2 separate regions of the Sus scrofa genome follow, and region 2 is linked to region 1. Evidence: chromatin contacts called from public HiChIP or PLAC-seq data. All regions are on one chromosome and are shown on one strand. Each heading gives the region's core, a stretch centred on a gene start, on an enhancer-like site or on the middle of the called end of the contact. The rest is flanking DNA. Distances are from core to core; before and after follow the strand shown. Region 1 overlaps ZFHX3 (zinc finger homeobox protein 3). Region 2 holds the start of ZFHX3 (zinc finger homeobox protein 3).

Region 1 (7,892 bases), core at 1,733-4,232:
TATTATCCTTGTCTCCCCTGCTGGAGTATAAGTTGCACAAGGAGCAGAGATCTTTGATTTTTCCACAAATTTGTCCTAGGACTAGTGACCCACTACCTTCAAGTACAATAAAGAAATCACTGAGTTCCTGTCATGACTCAGCGGTTAACGAACCCAACTAGTATCCATGAAGACAGGGGTTTGATCCCTGGCCTTGCCCTTGTGGGTTAAGGATGCGGCATTGCCATGAGCTGTGGTGTAGATGGGCAGCTATAGCTTCGACTGGACCCCTAGCCCGGGAACCTCCATGTGCGGCAGGTGCGGCCCTGAAAAGACAAAAACAAACAAACAAACAAAACAAATCAGCAGTTATGCAAAAAAATTTATAAGTAGATTTTTATTGCAGACATTTATAATAGTGAAAAACAGCAACCATTTAAATCTCTCACAGGGGATTGATTTAAACTGTGGTGCATCCATATGGCAGATTCTTATGTGGTTTTTTAAAAACTCCTGTCTTGTGGTTATGAATGTGGGAAAACTGTGATGGAAATGAACGGAGGCTGTGTGTACTTTAGGACTTCAGTTTGACTTTTAAAACATGCAGAGGAGAGAGATTGAAGGATGCCTATACCATGATAGCGACCTGAGTGGTTACTTTCAGGTGGTAGAATTACAGGCTCCTTGTAATTCTTTGTTTTCTGGTTCCTGAATAGTGAGTATGTTAACTTTCATAATCGTAATAAAAAAAAAACAAAACCCTAAAACGTTGTCTAAAAGTGGGTGAGAATGTAGGATGGCTTGAGTTCTCTTGGTCTGTGGACATGTCTAGAAGTATTTTGGAGATAATTCAATCTTGTAAATTAGCCAAGAGCCTAATTTAAAAAAAAATCAGCAAGAATGCTTCCCAAAATGTCCTTAGGCTCCTTTGTCTTAATTATTTATGACCCTTACTCTAAGTGTCCAGAGTATGGGTTTGTAAAAATAATGAAAGTCTTAGTGATGTGCAAGCTTGTTCTGTCCTCCTGGAGATGCAAGAACATCTCTGCCTGGTGTCGCTTTCTGATGGAAATGTTGCCTTGTTCTTCCTGGGGTGCCATAGAATTTCAAAGTACGATGGGCTTGCACCTCAGCGTGAGCTGAGAGGGAGGCTCTTCGCTTCTCACATTAACCAAGGGACAAGCGGTCTGCCTGTTGTGACCAGTCCCTGTGTGGAAGGACTTTGGGGGCAGGTATAGGAGAAGCCACCAGGTGAGAGGCGAACCACCTGCCATCGAATGTTATCAGAGAGATGTGCAGAGTTCCCGAAATTTTCCTAGGCAGCAAATCAGAAGTAGCTTCAGCATGTTTGGGCTGCAGTTTCTCAGCTCCCTCGAGGGTCACGTGCCCTCTTGGCCAGCGTCTGAGTTGCATCTCTTCAGCTTTATATGACTGTGGGTCCCGATTTCTTGATCTGTAAAAGGAGACGATTAGACGAGCTCATCTCTGCACTCGACTTTCAGGTCTGCCTTCGGAAAGACTCCCGTGTCTTTTTATATTAAAGCATGTCTTTTAGGATGTGTCATCTGTGGCGATGAGTATTGTCACTTACTGGCTCCGTGGTCCCAAACGTGAGCCCGACGGCTCAAGTCACCTGGTGAGGGGAAGGTGGCTGTAAAGAATCAGTCTGTACCACAGAGTGATTCAGTTCAACGTAAGGCACATATCCATTCTTTTGCAAATTCTTTTCCCATCTAGGTTCTCACAGACTGGAAATGATCACAGCCTTGTCCATCAACTATATTTCAGCCAAACTTGCAAAAATGAAAGAACACCGCATGGTACATGAAAAATTTTCAACAAATATTTGTTGAATTAAAAAAAAAAAAAATCAGTCTGGCCTAAGTAAGAATTCTTGTCACTGCACATACTAGCCAAAAATGTATCCTTTCCATTTGTACCATGGAGGGGTGTATTCATAATCTATTGCTACCTAACAAATTAACCTGAATTTAGTAGCTTAAGACAACACACAATACTGTCTCACGGTCTGTGGGTCAGACATCTGGGTGTGCCCGCAGGTCTCTCATGAAGCTGCCTTAAAGGGGTTGATGGGGCTATTGTCTCATCTGAAGGCTCGGCCGGGGAAGGACCCCCGTCTGAGCTCCTGGGTTGTTGGATTGGGGTTGGGGCTCTGTGCCGTGTTGGTTGGTGGCTGCCCTCAGTTTCTTACCACCTGCCCCCTCCCCAGAGCACACACAGCATGGCACTCGACTTCCATTAGGGGAAGCAAGGAATGTACACAAGACAAGCTACAGGCTCTTTGTAACCTCGTCTCAGGAGCAACCTCTTTGTAGCTTTCTGGTTAGAAGTGAGTCACTGTGCACGGTCCACGCTGAAAGGGGAAGGATTGCACAAAAGTGTGACTACCAAGAGTTGGGATCAGAGGGGTCTCCCCACCAGGAGTTGGAAGGACTGAGGGGAGGTGTTCTTTTAAGGTGTCAGGAATGTCTCTGATGCCCCAAGTTATCTCCTACCCCCACCCCCATCCCTGGTTTAAAGGCTGCTTTTCCCTTTTTTTTATTTATTATTTATTTCTATTTTTTGTCTTTTGTCTTTTCAGGCCCGCACCCTTGGCATACAGAGGTTCCCAGTCTAGGAGTCGAATTGGAGCCACAGCTGCTGGCCTACGCCACAGCCACAGCAGTGCAGGATCCAAGCCATGTCCGCGACCTACACCACAGCTCAGGGCAATGCTGGATCCTTCACCCACTGAGCGAGGCCAGGGATCGAACCCCCCAACCTCATGGTGCCTCATCGGATTCGTTTCTGCTGTGCCACGACGGGAACTCCTAAAGGCTGCTTTTCTCAAGGATAGTCTGTGGGGTTGAGTGGGGTAGGTTAAAATGGGAGGCGGGGGTCCGATCACATGATCTAATGTCCATTCCCCATCCTCTCACACCGAGGCCTTGACGTGTCTGTTGGCCAGTCTCTTAGACCCATGACTCCTCGCCCAGTGTCTGCTGGGTGTGGCGTGTCTGGCGTAATTTGAGAGGGAAATGGGTCTTTGGCCGATGAAAACGTCCAGTGTGTGTTTCCGTGGGTTAGGCGGCTATTTGGGGAAATGCCTGGGAGGCTGCGGGTCGAAACAGAACAGCCTTCCGAAGCTGCCCCTTTTGGTGTCTGAATGCTACCACCTCTGGAGTCGAGGAGGTCTTCCTGGCACAGCCTCTGTTAAGGGACACTCCAGTGGGCCGAGCTGGGTGCCAGACATTGCCACAGCCCTCGGAAATGAGTAAGAGAAAAAAATCCAAAGCAGAGACCTCCCCCAAGAACAAGCCGAGCTTTGTGCAGAACAGGCTCCAAATATGAAAAGCCCATTGTTCCCGGATGGCTTTTTAATTACTGCTCACCACTCACACCCATCAGCTCGCCAAAAAGAGCCGCCTCCTTCCTTCCTCTCCCCGCGCTCGTCCTCTGCTCCTCTCCCCTGGGCCTCGGGGACAGGTCGAGGGACCCTCGAGGATGGGAGGCTGCCAGGAACAGTGTTGACAGAGCGAGTTCCCGTCTTTTCTCCTGCCCGCGGTACTTAGAGGGGAGCCCTCCACCTGTTGGAGCGCAGCCCTCCGCGTTTCCAGGTTCGGGAGCCAGGCCTGTCCCCCGGGGGCTCCTGGAACAAATCCCGGCCTCGGCCCGTTCCAGTCCTTCCTCCCTAGCGCTGCGTGCACCTTCTCTTGCCCAAAGCCGGAACAACGAGCCAGAAATGAACAGTTTTCTGCGTGTTACAGTTTTCTCCTGGCTGTCCCGCTCTCAGAGCTGAATCCGGATGGAAGGGCCTGTCCAAAGTCTTTGGTTTTCTAGTGTTGCCTTTTAAATCAAAGCCTCTCTGCTCCTCCGGGTAGGGCTGTCCTCAATCCAGGGAAAGGGGCCCTCTTGGGAGTTGCTGCCCAGGCCGTGCGTCTGGTGGGCTCTGGCACCGGGAGGCCTGCTTCCCTGGGGCGGGATGGGGGGTGGGGGAGCTTGCATCATGCTGACAGTCCGTGGGGCCAGGGGTCCTGTCGGGGGGTTCGGCGCCCAGGGCAGATGCGTCATCTCTGAGCAACTGTACTTAAGGCAGCTCCCGTGCCACCCCTGCCCAGATCTGGGCCGAACGTGCCAAGTTTTCTGATGATCGCTTGTTGAGAACACGGCCTCAACATTTTATCTCCTGTGGAAAACTTTCCTTCTGTTTACGGGCAATTCCCAAACCTATGGATTTGGACCTTAAAATTCCGCAGGCATGACCTCAGCCAGCTACTCTGTATAAATTGGTCTACATTGTGTACACACATCTTGTGTGACCAGGGCCGGCATAATTCGGTATGAAATGGAGTCTGTCCTAGTGGAGACCACGCCAACGAGGAGATGTTGATGTCACCACCACCGAGTTAACTACCAGTCATTGGGAAGATGGTGCATTTTAGGTCACAGGGTTACAAGATTTTTAAATTAAGTGGGGGGTTACTTGAATGGTGGCCGAGCCCTGGAGAGAAGATCTGATTGACCAGATACGTTGTGCATGATTCCTTCAAAATCTGTCCACTCCAGCCGCAGCCAGCTTCTTGATGTGTCACCCCGATGTAATTCGTCAGTGCCGTGGGAAAGAATCTCGAATAGGGGTGAAGTCTGTGAGCAGGAAAAACAAGCATAAGTTATTACAGCAAGGCCAGATTAAAGTTAATGTTTTCGGTTCTCATTGGCAGAGGAAGGCCGTGCTTTTTAGATTCTGGCACATGGTACTGCCAGCCACACGTGGCTACTGGGCACGTCACATGTGGCTGGTCTGCAGTGAGCTGTGCTGTAAGGACACACACAGGTTCGCAAGGCTTAGTGTGAAAACGAGGGGGAGATAGCTGAATACAGATTGCATTGGAAATGGTATTTTAGACATACTGGTATTAAATAAGATAAAATGTTTCAGTTTGTTTTTTCTCCTTTTTAACATGGCTTCTAGGAAATTTGTTTTTATGTATATGGCTCCCATTTTTTTTAACGGCCCCACACATGGCATATGGACGTTCTTGGGCAAGGGGTTGAACTGGAGCTGGAACTGCCTGCCTACACTACAAACGTGGCAACACCGAATCTGAGAGCTGCATCTGTGAGGTACACTGCAGCTTGCAGACTTGCTGGATCCTTAACCACCTGAACGAGGCCAGGGATCGAACCCGCATCCCCATGGACACTGCATCAGGTCCTTAACCTGCTGAGCCACAATAGGAACTCCTGTGGCTCCCATTTTAGATGAGGGATTTAGAGGAAGGAAGCCTAAACAACAGAGACCCACAAATGTGCTGGTTTTGGTTCTCAGCCAGTGAACTTTGGGGAGAGGCAGGGTTGGCTCGGATTGGGGAGCGCTGTGAAAGATGCCACCAGGGGTGATCTGGGGTTGCTCTGAGTTAAGCCATCCCAGACAGAAATTTGTTAGGTTGCATCCCCCTGGCTGTAGTCAGACGGTGAGGGGATGAGACAGGTGCTGTGGCCAGGAAGACGAGTCACCCCAAGTACCTGGGGAGGCCGAGTGCTGTGGGTGCACTGAGGCTGTGGGCCTTAACCCTGGCAAGCCCTCGGGGTGGGGAGCAGAGAGGAGGAGGTTACTCAAGAGCTGGAGCAGCCCTCCGGGGGTACAGGACTCTTGCTCAACGGTGAGGCCTTTAAGAGACGACAGCTATTGCTCAAAGGGACCTCTGGACCCTCTGAATCCAATCATTCCAGTTCCTCAGGCCCACGGGCAAGGCAGCAGCGATTAATTCTTTGGTGGTATTAAGATCTTAGCCCACGGTCATGGATGGGAGTCACAGAGCAGTTGTGCACAGAGCCTGTTTGCAAGGTTGTGCCTTTGTATAAAGCCACGTTAGATTCCTACTGGTGATTTCCTTTCTCAGCGCGGTTTGGGAGGGTCCCTTTGAGGGCAGGGCCCAGCGGTTCTCTTTCTGGAGCACTGAGTCTCCTCCTCCTTCATGGAGCCCTAGAGGCTTTCTCGTGGACTCAGAATGCCCAGCCCCGCTATTGGCTGTTGCCAGCCCAGGGGTCAGGGGTTCACCATCGCAGTTGTCAGTAGTAATATCTAGAGGGCTCGCAAAACGAGATTGACCTTAAGCTGCTTTTAAGTTTGTCTTTCTTGTGATCCTACACCAGAGTACTGGTCAAACCAGTCTGTATCTGGCTGATGATTATCAATAAAGTAAACTTACCTCTGTGGCCAGGAACAGTTTCCAGCATCCGGCAGCATAGACTTACCTGGTGAAACTGCCCTAGTGACGGAGGTTTGTGTTTCATGGAAGGCAGTGCCCCTCAGTGTGAGAAGTCTCAGCCATTTCTGCGCAGAGAGGGGGCCCCACGCCCCCACCCCTCTTGTGGACCCCCCAGCCGATGCAGAGTCTTTGATGGGATTGGTCTCTTTCCTAGAGGGCTCTCGGATGCTTGTCCGCATATTAGGTCCTGGAGAATGAACGGGTGACCGTGTGGGCTCTGGATCCAGCTTCTTGTGCTGGTTGGTGGCCTGCATACCCTGGTTTGCAGAAGATAAAAAGCCACAGTCCCTTGCCTGCCAGGAAGCCATGTCTAGTTGGACCAATAATTATCCATGTAAATGATGACGTGCATTTAGAGGCCTAGGAGAAGGAGAAGAACCTGTGAATAAATGCTCACAGTGAAGAGCAAGGCAAGGATAGCTCAGGGCCTCTTGAGCAGAAAATCGGGAAATGCTGGGACCTAAGGGCTTGGGCAGCCGGAATAATGCCAGCATTTATGTGCATTTTCAGTTTGCACTGCTTGCGCATGTGCCCATGGACCCTCGTCACAATCTCAGAGGTCGTTTGGTCAGACCAGGACGTTGCTGGTGTTTTCTGGCGAGTTGCTGAGGCCCCTGCGAAGTCACGGGGCACTTCATCCAGGGTTGTGCAGCTCAGGGGGTGCCAGGACTCCGCAAGCGGCGGGGGGCTGGTTCTTCTGCGTTTGCTGCCTGCCTTGTTCCATCCCTCGCCTACTGTTTCTGCAAAGCTCGGAGAGGGACCGAGAGCCTCTGTGCATTTCACAGGAGAGGAATTGGGGGGCTGGCCTTGGGGAGAAGAATGACAGCTGTGGTCATGAGAGTGACTGGAGGAACAAAAAGGGCGTCCATTGGAGAGGTTTGTGCCAGCGGTTTAATTTCCTTTATTTCAGGACTGGAAGTTATTTAAATTACTTTATAGACTTCCTGTTTCCTTGCAAGAGCTCATTAAGCCCTGGGTGAGCTGCAGCCTCGCCTCGCCGCGACGGAGCAAGGGGACCCGCAGTTCCCATTCTGTCCTCTGGGGCCCCCACATCCGGGCGGTAGGTGCTGAGCGTGGAGGAGATGGGGCCGCTGGACCCTTTTGCTGGAGGTCCAGTTAGGACTTGACACTGAGGGTGCTCCTCAAGGACGAAGCATTCCCCAGTCCTCTGTCCTCCGTAGACTCCTTTCTGGACCTGTCTATTTCACCGTCCCGGTACGGAGAAGAGGCCAGCCCATCTCGCCCCGCCACAGGACCAGGAACCTTGCCTTGGCTTTTGGTGCCAAGCTATGGCGTTAGCTGCCAGTGCGTGTGCCGTGAAGGCTGAGGGTTTCCCTGGTGATCGGGGACCCGTGTCGGTGTGTGAGTGTGGATTCCCGTAACCCTCTCTCTTTCACTTGATGGGAGGGCTTTCAGGCAGGGATTCCAGAATTGCGCTATAGCTTTTGAGCCCTGCTCAGAGGCACGTCTTGAAGAGCTGTATGTTTGCCTAGATGATTTCCCTTTAAACTTGCCAAGAAAACACTTTTCGGTGACCAGGAAACACCCCTCCACCATGGGCATCTGTGACCGTTCTATCCTGAGGAAGCCTGCCCCTACGTTCAGGGCTGAGGTCATGGGTAGCGTGCTAATCAGGAACAG
Region 2 (7,892 bases), core at 3,626-6,125, 42 kb before region 1:
GGTGAAAAATGAACCTGCTCTGACACTTGGCTCCATGTGAAAACCCCAGTAACCTCTCCCCCCTTCCGTGGCCCTGGCCTTTTGTTCCTGGAGAACGGAGCTAAGGTGCTTTTTCTCCCAGACCAAAGGCAGCAGGCAAGGAGTCCCCTTGTGTGCTCATCGGCCTTTCGATGGCCTTCTCATGGTTATTGTCAATGCAGGCTCCCCCAAACAATTGCTCCAGGGAGACACAAAAGCAAAAACATTTGTCCTATTTTTTGAACCTCTTTGTTTTAGCTTTCCCCCCCCCATCCATTCTTTAAATTTCACAGTTTCTATTTGTCTGCAGAGAGACAAACGGAACAGCATGAAGCAAGCGCATTTTACCGTAGGCCTCACTGGCGATTGGAACGGCCTCAATAGAAATCCAGATTCTCAAAACACTGGCTGACTTGGAGGAGATGTGAAATTTCAGCTCGGGGCTTTTAAGTGAGATTAGCACAGATTTCGAACCAAAAATGCACTAAGAGGAAAAGATAAGACAATGGGATTCTGGACTCATTGGGGGCAAGTGTGAAAAGGGTCATCTTTTGTTTATCTCTGAGGATCCTGCCCCAAGAAGCGGCCGCTTGATAGAAAGGCATTGCAAACCCAAATGCATTTCTTCATTTAAAAAAAAAAAAAAAATTGGATTCCGGTTATGGTGTTCCTGGTGTATCGTTGAAGTGGTTGTTTTAATGCACGTGTAGGGGAACTGTTGGTACGTACTCTGGTATTGATGCTGCGTTGAGATTTTTTTAAAAACTGCAATTTATATAAAGAGGCCACACCCCTTCCCCCTTTTCTCTCCCCTCCTGCTTCCTTTTTCCTTTCTTCGCTCTCCAACCAGAATTCAGTGGTTTGCACCAGGCTGAGGGCAGAGGGATGTGTCAGAGTGTGAGGCAGGCCTGTGGACAAAACAGGAGCCCACCTCTTTTTCCTGGCCCCAGACAAAGCTCCTCGCTCTCCTGTAATGCATGGACCCTGATTGCGATGCTGTCCTTAAGCTTAGGTCTGCCTTTTCATTAACATTCTCAATTTCAAGGTTTAGCAACACAAATGTAAGAATCCCCCTGGGTATAAAAGTCTTGCATGGCAAATTCTCTTGGCCCTTTCAGAAATATTTTTGTTTAAAAAAAAAAAAAAAGAAAGGTATCAAGCTGTTTACCTCATGTTTTAAAACTGTTTCAAGGCAGTTTCCTTATTTTTGCTTTCTGAAAACGTGGACTTTGTCACTTAAATTTGAGGAGAGCTCTTTCCAATCACAGGGCTTTTTGGTTTTTTGTTTTAAATGATTACTCTTGGGGGTCTTTTTTTTAGGTGTGTCATTGACAGATTTTGGGTCCGAGCTGGGGAGGGTGGGTGAGTAAACTAGATAATGCTCCACCTAAGATTCAGGGGTTACAGTTAATCTATGGAATTTGCACTGTACCGAGAGACCTGAGGCCTTGAGGTTTGAGACAGAGAAATGTGAACCAGAACATCTGTTAGGCCTTGGCACACCCGCCTTCACTGGTTAGGAAGGTGAGCGTGGGCTGTTTCGTACCATTCCCAGGAGGGTCTGGGTACCAGGCCCCTAAGTGTGACTGCCTAGAAAGGATGGGGTGAACTCAGGGCATGGAGTGCCGTGCAGCTGCCCAAGAATCTTTGCTTATTTCAGGGACTTTTTGTTTTGTTTTGCCTCGTGCCCTCTTCTGGCTTTTTCTTTGTTCAAGCCTCAAGGTTATTTGAGCACTAGTTTTAAAATCAATGTGTATGTATAATTTAATAAAATAAAGGAGGATCTGGAAGAACACACAAATCTGCCTCGACCCCGTTGGGCTGTGAAGATGGAGCCCAGATGTAGCTAGAAGTCAGAAGGCTGACATTCGCCGTCTGCCAGCTCAGAGATCATCTGTACCTTTGCTGAAGTGAAAGGAGCAGCATTGGGGGGAGTGAGTGTGTAGGGTGAGAGAGACAGAGAGATAGCAAGGGAGAGAGGGAGCGAGAGAGGAGGAGGAGAGAGAGAGGGAGAGAGAGCACACGCCAGTCTGGGCTGGGAGCTTTGTAATTTACCAGCCAGCTAAGTAAGCATCAGGGGCTGGCCTCTGGCTCGGAGAGTGGCTGAGGAGGGGTAGGGAAGGGGTTAGCATTCCCTGATTTCTTTTTAAATATTTATCCTTTTGGCTGTTGCCAGTTACGCCTTCCAGATGAGATGAGACCAGCTCTGGAGAACTGGAAGGGAAGAATTGCCTTTTCTGAGAGGGGGTTTATTTGTCAACAGTGTGCAGAATGGAGCAAGCAGGGTGCCAGGCTGTCCCTGCGGGGTAGGCCAGGGGAGGGGGACGTGGGGGGGTCACGTCTGGAAGCTGCCCTTCGAGCTGGGGGAAAAAATTTGCATCATGTATGTCAGAGAAACTGTTGATTCCATGCGGAAGTGCCAAAGTGGCAAATTCCCTCTGAAGAGGTCTTGTTTTGGTTAGGGATGAAAATAAGTTTTGGTCGAGGTGTCACCCCAGCTTTTGTGTGGTCCTTTATATTTCTAATGATACAGAGGTCATAGCTTACCTGCCCGTGGATTACGTGTTAAATGTGTGCCTGTAACAAAGCCAAGCTTGACCAGGCCTCGCGGTGTTTGTAGCTGGTGCCCTGGTGCCGGATTTAGATAAGGGCAGGGACTCAGGGTCACTTTCAGTTCTACTTGTCAGGCCTTTGAGGGGCAGGAGGCCGGTGACGTGCCTGCCACTGGGGACTGGCAGTTTCAGGACAGATGCCCTAAGGGCCTTCAGCCCAGGACCTCCACATCCGCCCAGGCTGCCTCAGAGCTGGTTCTTTGGGCTTTCCAGCTATTATTTTATTGATATTTATCTGTGGGCCCACAGGTTCATGATGTCACTGGATTGGGAGGCTTTTCCCCTGTTAAGAAAAGTTAAGGCAAAGCAGCAAAATCAAAGTTCCCGACAGTATAAACATTTTCATATTGTCTTTAATTTATCTGATGGGTGGGGAGTTGCTTCCAGGTAGGACCTGGGGGCCGGGAGTCTGCCTGCTCCTTAAGACTTTTCCAGAGCCATCTCTGGATTGTGTGTGCCGCGTTACTTGTGTTATTGCTCGCATCATCATCTTCATGTATTATTCATAGTCCCTTTTTCAATTAAATTATTAATTGGTTTTCTGTAAGGTGTTCTCAACTCATGTGGCTAATATAAATAATAGTGTGTTTTGAAAACACCACCTGTTCTTGGGCCTGAAGTCAGGCGGTCTGGAAACAGCTCTGCAGTGGCCATACTGGTTTACAAAATCATCCTCCACTTTCCTTTTTTCCATCTCCACTCCCCTCGCCACCCCCCCCCACTCACTCTCTCATGTGTGACAGAATTTGGCTTGTGCTCTCCTTTGTCCCTAATCGGACATGATTCCCTAGAGGCAGTCTTTGCTCCCTGGGCCCCAGCTGGAAAAAAAAAATTTTTTTTTTTTTTTTCCCTGAGTCTCTTACTTGGGCTGAAATGTAGAGAGGGGTTGTCTAGCCCCAACAGGTAAGATATGTTCATTTGAACCTGAATTATATTGGGCCAGATGCCTTCTAGTTTTCATCACCCCTTTCCTCCTGCATCAGTGTGTGCTTAATGCTAATACGATTCCATACATACAGCGCTTCGCCTCATGAGCTTATTATATTTCTAACACTTGCACGGTTCATTATTGTGCAGTCAGAAAGGACTCTCAAGGCTGTGGGGCCAGCCTGGGTGGGTGGCTTTCAGAAAGGGTAAAAGCAGGTGCTTTTCTATGCAGAGAGTCGGGAGTAAATTCAGACCTAGCAGTGGGATTCTGGCAGGGGGACAGGGGACTTCCGGTGAGATTTCTGTGGTGCTGCCTTTGCATGTCAGAATGGAGAAAGTGAACCTGGGGCGGTATAAAAGTGTCCAGCAATTGCTTGGACCAACGGGGCAGCCCCATTAAATTTGACCTGGGTGGTAGAAGCTCCTTACGCAGGGCATGATCTATACGTCTTATCTGTGGCTTTTAAGGCGTCTTGTTAAAGATACTGTAAGGTTAATTGCAGGCTGCGACTTTTCTTCCCCTCTGTCTTTCTCTTTTTTCCTTCTCTCCCATGAAAAACTATCCTTAAGCTGTCACTGGAGAGCAGGGGATGTTTTTTATAAGTTTCCGCAGCTGAAAACAGAAGTTCTCTGTAAAGCAGTTAATAGGATGGGTGTGTGTTGCAAATAAATTCCTGTCCACATTGGCTAATGTCCCCACGCTAGAGTGGCCTGGCTGTGACGTGGATGGGGCCCAGAGACCCATGGCTCTGGTCCGGAGGCCCCAGGCTCCTTGTTGTAGCCGAGGGCGCGTCCCTTTCTTCTCGCCCGATTCTAGGCCGGCCCCCGACTTTTGATGAGTGAGGGGTCAGCGCCCGGGGAGGACCGGGCTTTGTTCCCGCCCGCCCGGCCGGTTCTCCGCGCGGCGCAGGCCGAGCCGCCCAGGGCTCCTGTCCCCGGGTGCGCGCGGCCCAGCCTGCCTGGAGGCCCGTGCCCGGAGCGCGGCCGAGCGCTCGGGCCTCGCGCGCCCGTGTGTCCCTGTGTCCCCGCGGGCGCGGCCGCAGCCCAGCACCCGGCCTACGCCCGGCACGACTGTAGATGTCAGGCTTTGCCCGGGGAGCCGAGCGGCGGCGGGGCTGTGAGTTTCAAATTAACCTTCCGCTTTGTTGCCGTGTAATGTGGATCCCCGAAGGCCCCCCGCCCCGCCTGCCCCCCTTCCCCGGGCGGTGCGCGCCGCGAACTGCGAGTTGAGCTTCATTTACATAAAGCCATTCCGGGCGGGCGGCGGAGCCGGCAGCGGGCAGGCCGGGGACGGGGACGCGAGCGCCGCGCCCCGTGGGTGAATCCCCGCCTCGCGCCCGGGGACCTGCCCTCCCTCCCGGGGAGGGGCGACCGCCGGCCCGGCCGGGGCCGCGAGCATGAGCCCCCCTCCCCTGCCCCGGGCCCCCTCGCACCTAGCCAGAGCCAGCTCGGAGCCCCGGGGGCAGCGGGAGGTGGGGAGAATGCCGCCTGGGGTGGGTGCGTTCGGGGCTCGGGTGCCGCTGGAATTTCCCGTGGTCGCGCCCGCCGCGGCCCCCGGACCTGCGAGTGCCTCCTCCCTCTGGAGGTGTGCGGAGCCTTTGTGTGCCAGGTGAGTGCAGCCTCCCGCCCCCGCCGGCCCGCCTGCCCGCGGGTTCGCGCAGCCGGCCTAGAGCTGCAGGCAGGTGCTGCGAGTCTTGGCTGAACTTCCCATTCTCTTGGGGCATGTGGGGGAAGGGCAGGCTGGATGCACCTGAACTACCTGACTCCCAGTTGGAACCTACCTGGGGTGAGAGCCTCTGCATCGCGCTCAGCACCGAGTCAGGCCCTTCCTCCTTCCCTCCCTTCCATCTTTCTTCCCCTCCCTTCTGCCTTCCTTATTTTGCTTTTGGATTAGTTCCTGCCGGTTGAATATTTGCGGTGCTGGTGTCATTTAGAAGTTTGGGTTCCATTGCCTAAAAATGCACCCTTTTCATCACAAGAGAAGTCACCGGCCAGTTGGAAACAATGCGAAGAATGCGCTTGTTGGGGAGTAATTAAAGGGAGAATCAGAGTTCGTGGAGCTGGAAGGCACCTTTGAAGATAGACTCATTTGAGTTTGTGGGCACTCTGGGAAAACCAGAGCTGCGTCCATTTCCATGGAAAGCGGGGTGGTCAGGAGGGAGAGCTGAGATGTTTGTCCTGTTAAAAGAAGGGGAAGAAGGCCCAAGTTAGGTCAGTGGCAGAAGAAGACAAAAGTAATCATGGTAGGCTAGAGGGGAAAGAACTTTCTGGAAAATGGTCCTTTCTGCTTTGGACATACCTGTGTGATAATGATGGGAAAATGCCCAGAGGGCAAAGATCACAGCCCCTGCCTGCCTGGTGCATTGCCTGGCACTGAAGTGCACGTGCCATAAAGTGGTTTAAATGCAACTCTCAAGCAGGTGAATCCAGGGGGGTCATCCCTTCCTGCACCCACTATTTGAGTCATTTAACTGGCCTGGAGAACTATAGAAGCCACCGACAGATAACCTCAGAGAGGGCTGATGGCCCACTTGGGCACCGGGAGAAGGCCTCTCCCTCAGTCCTGGGCCTGGATGGTGGAATGCATCAAGGCAGAGCAAGGAAGACAACCTTAAGCCTCGAAGGCAGATAGTGAGGAAGTTTCCCGTCGTCTTATTTCACCCTGTGCTTTGAGATCCTTGGCAAAAGGTGACTAAATACATGGAGTATAGTTTAAAGCTCGCGCTGGCTGGAGAACTTGGTTTCTCTGCCGTCAAGCAGCAGGTGTAGAGTCGGCCCCTGGAGTCCCCTCATTCCTAAATTCAGGAGGTGTCAAACCTTCATGTTCTTTTAATGGCTGTGGTTTCTGGATAGGTTTCAAGGGGAAAGCCTAAAAATCACGAGCTCCAGCAGCCTGGGCTGCAGAGGGAGGCGTGAGTGCTGGGGGCAGAAACTGCAGCTGAGAGGCAAACAGGCACCTTCCAGGGCAACCTGATCAAGACAGGCCGAGGCCTGGAACCTGGGCCTGTTCCTTGTTACCACAACAGCCACTGGCGGCCTGAGATTCTGAAGCCTTCTTGTCGCCCAGCCTGAAAAGCAATTAGGGAACCAAGGTGGTGGAATGTGAGGGAAGTCAGGCCACAGAGGTTCTCAGTAACATAAGGGTCTCAACAATGGGGTCATTGGAGAGAGGTCCGTACCTGGATGTTTGCACACCTGTATTTGTGTTCCTTCTGTTCCTCGGAGCCCCCCGAAGGCCCCCTTTCAGAGGGCATGTGGCGCTCTGAGGGCCAAGAGAAAACTTTCCCTCTCTCCCTTCCTTAAATTACAGGACTAAGGAGATTGTCTGCATTTAGTTTCCAGCGTGTTTTCAGAGAGCGTGTAAGTGCCTCTCAGAATGGGCCAGGGTCACACGTTGCTCTTTCATTTAATTACACAAGTGTTATTTAACAACATGGGGCAGATGCAGAAGCAAGCACTTTTACACTTTAAAAACAGTCCTTTTGGAGTCACAGGGAATTAAGTGACTTGGAGACCTTCTGTCTTTATCACATGGATCACGTCCCTTTCCCAACTCTCTTTGGAAATGGCTGCATTTTCTATGGGATAGAGCTGCTGTTTTCCAGTTCTCCTGAAAACAGCTTTGATTGACAGGGGACTATTGAGAAACACTTGCTAACTCTTCCAAAAAAAAAAAAAAAAAAAAAAAAATCTGACTGCTTCTCCAGCCACCTGAAACTTTAATTTTGGTTTCTTCCCTTCCGTCTTTTATTTGCACAAGTGAATACTCAGGGAGGGTGGAAAGGGCCCAAATAAAACAGTCTTCTCAGCAGGCCTCTGTTTGGCTCTTCCCAACAGGACAGTGCAGTGCCCGCCTTCTTGCTGCTTTGGGGTTGGATTTAACTGCTGTATAAACTCGGTGCCAATTGGACTGCCCAGTGGCAAGGAGCTAAACTAAGTGAGATTTCAGTTTTCATCATTATGACTTTAAATGATGATTACTGGACACTCCCAGGCTAGGCCTGGTTCACCTCAGGTGACCCAAAGGTTGTTAGTTCATTAGCATAAATCTGTAATTGCAGACTACTAGTAAAGCATTTTCTGGGGCGAATGATGGCACGGCTGGCTTCCTTTAGTTCTGGTCACAAGTGGTGTCTAGGGAGTGTGCCCTTATTGTAACTGTGTGCTATTATTCCTTTTGGACATTGGGGCTTTTTTTTTTTTTTTTTTTTTTTGGCTTCTGAAGTGTTAGTGTGAGAACCTAGAAATACTCCTCCAGGGCTCAAAGCAGCCCTTTACCTAAGACATTATTTTTACTGCAGGGTTGCAACCGTCTCATATGAAAAAGTAAATATT

Evidence for each region. HiChIP or PLAC-seq counts read pairs in DNA pulled down with a chosen protein or histone mark.
Region 2: a contact with region 1 is called in an H3K27ac HiChIP or PLAC-seq map of alveolar macrophages. The contact joins the promoter of ZFHX3 here to the enhancer-like site in region 1. A contact is called at or near these places in 6 of 47 Hi-C or Micro-C datasets (alveolar macrophages, embryonic fibroblasts, omental adipose tissue and 2 more) and 2 of 2 datasets of contacts at active chromatin or transcription factors (alveolar macrophages and skeletal muscle).

Annotation. Positions count from the first base shown.
Region 1 is chr6:15,894,826-15,902,717 of Sscrofa11.1, reverse strand. The region is part of intron 1 of ZFHX3 (zinc finger homeobox protein 3); the gene reads left to right. Among named protein-coding and RNA genes, the nearest start is that of ZFHX3, 43 kb to the left of the region's middle. Within about 2 kb of position 2,982, at least 20 of the 83 cell types and tissues checked have an H3K27ac peak or open chromatin away from gene starts, as enhancers often do. A contact at or near this core is called in alveolar macrophages and skeletal muscle, where this site is marked.
Region 2 is chr6:15,938,284-15,946,175 of Sscrofa11.1, reverse strand. ZFHX3 (zinc finger homeobox protein 3) reads left to right here and starts at 4,875. Exons shown (of 10, transcript XM_021097088.1): 1 at 4,875-5,166.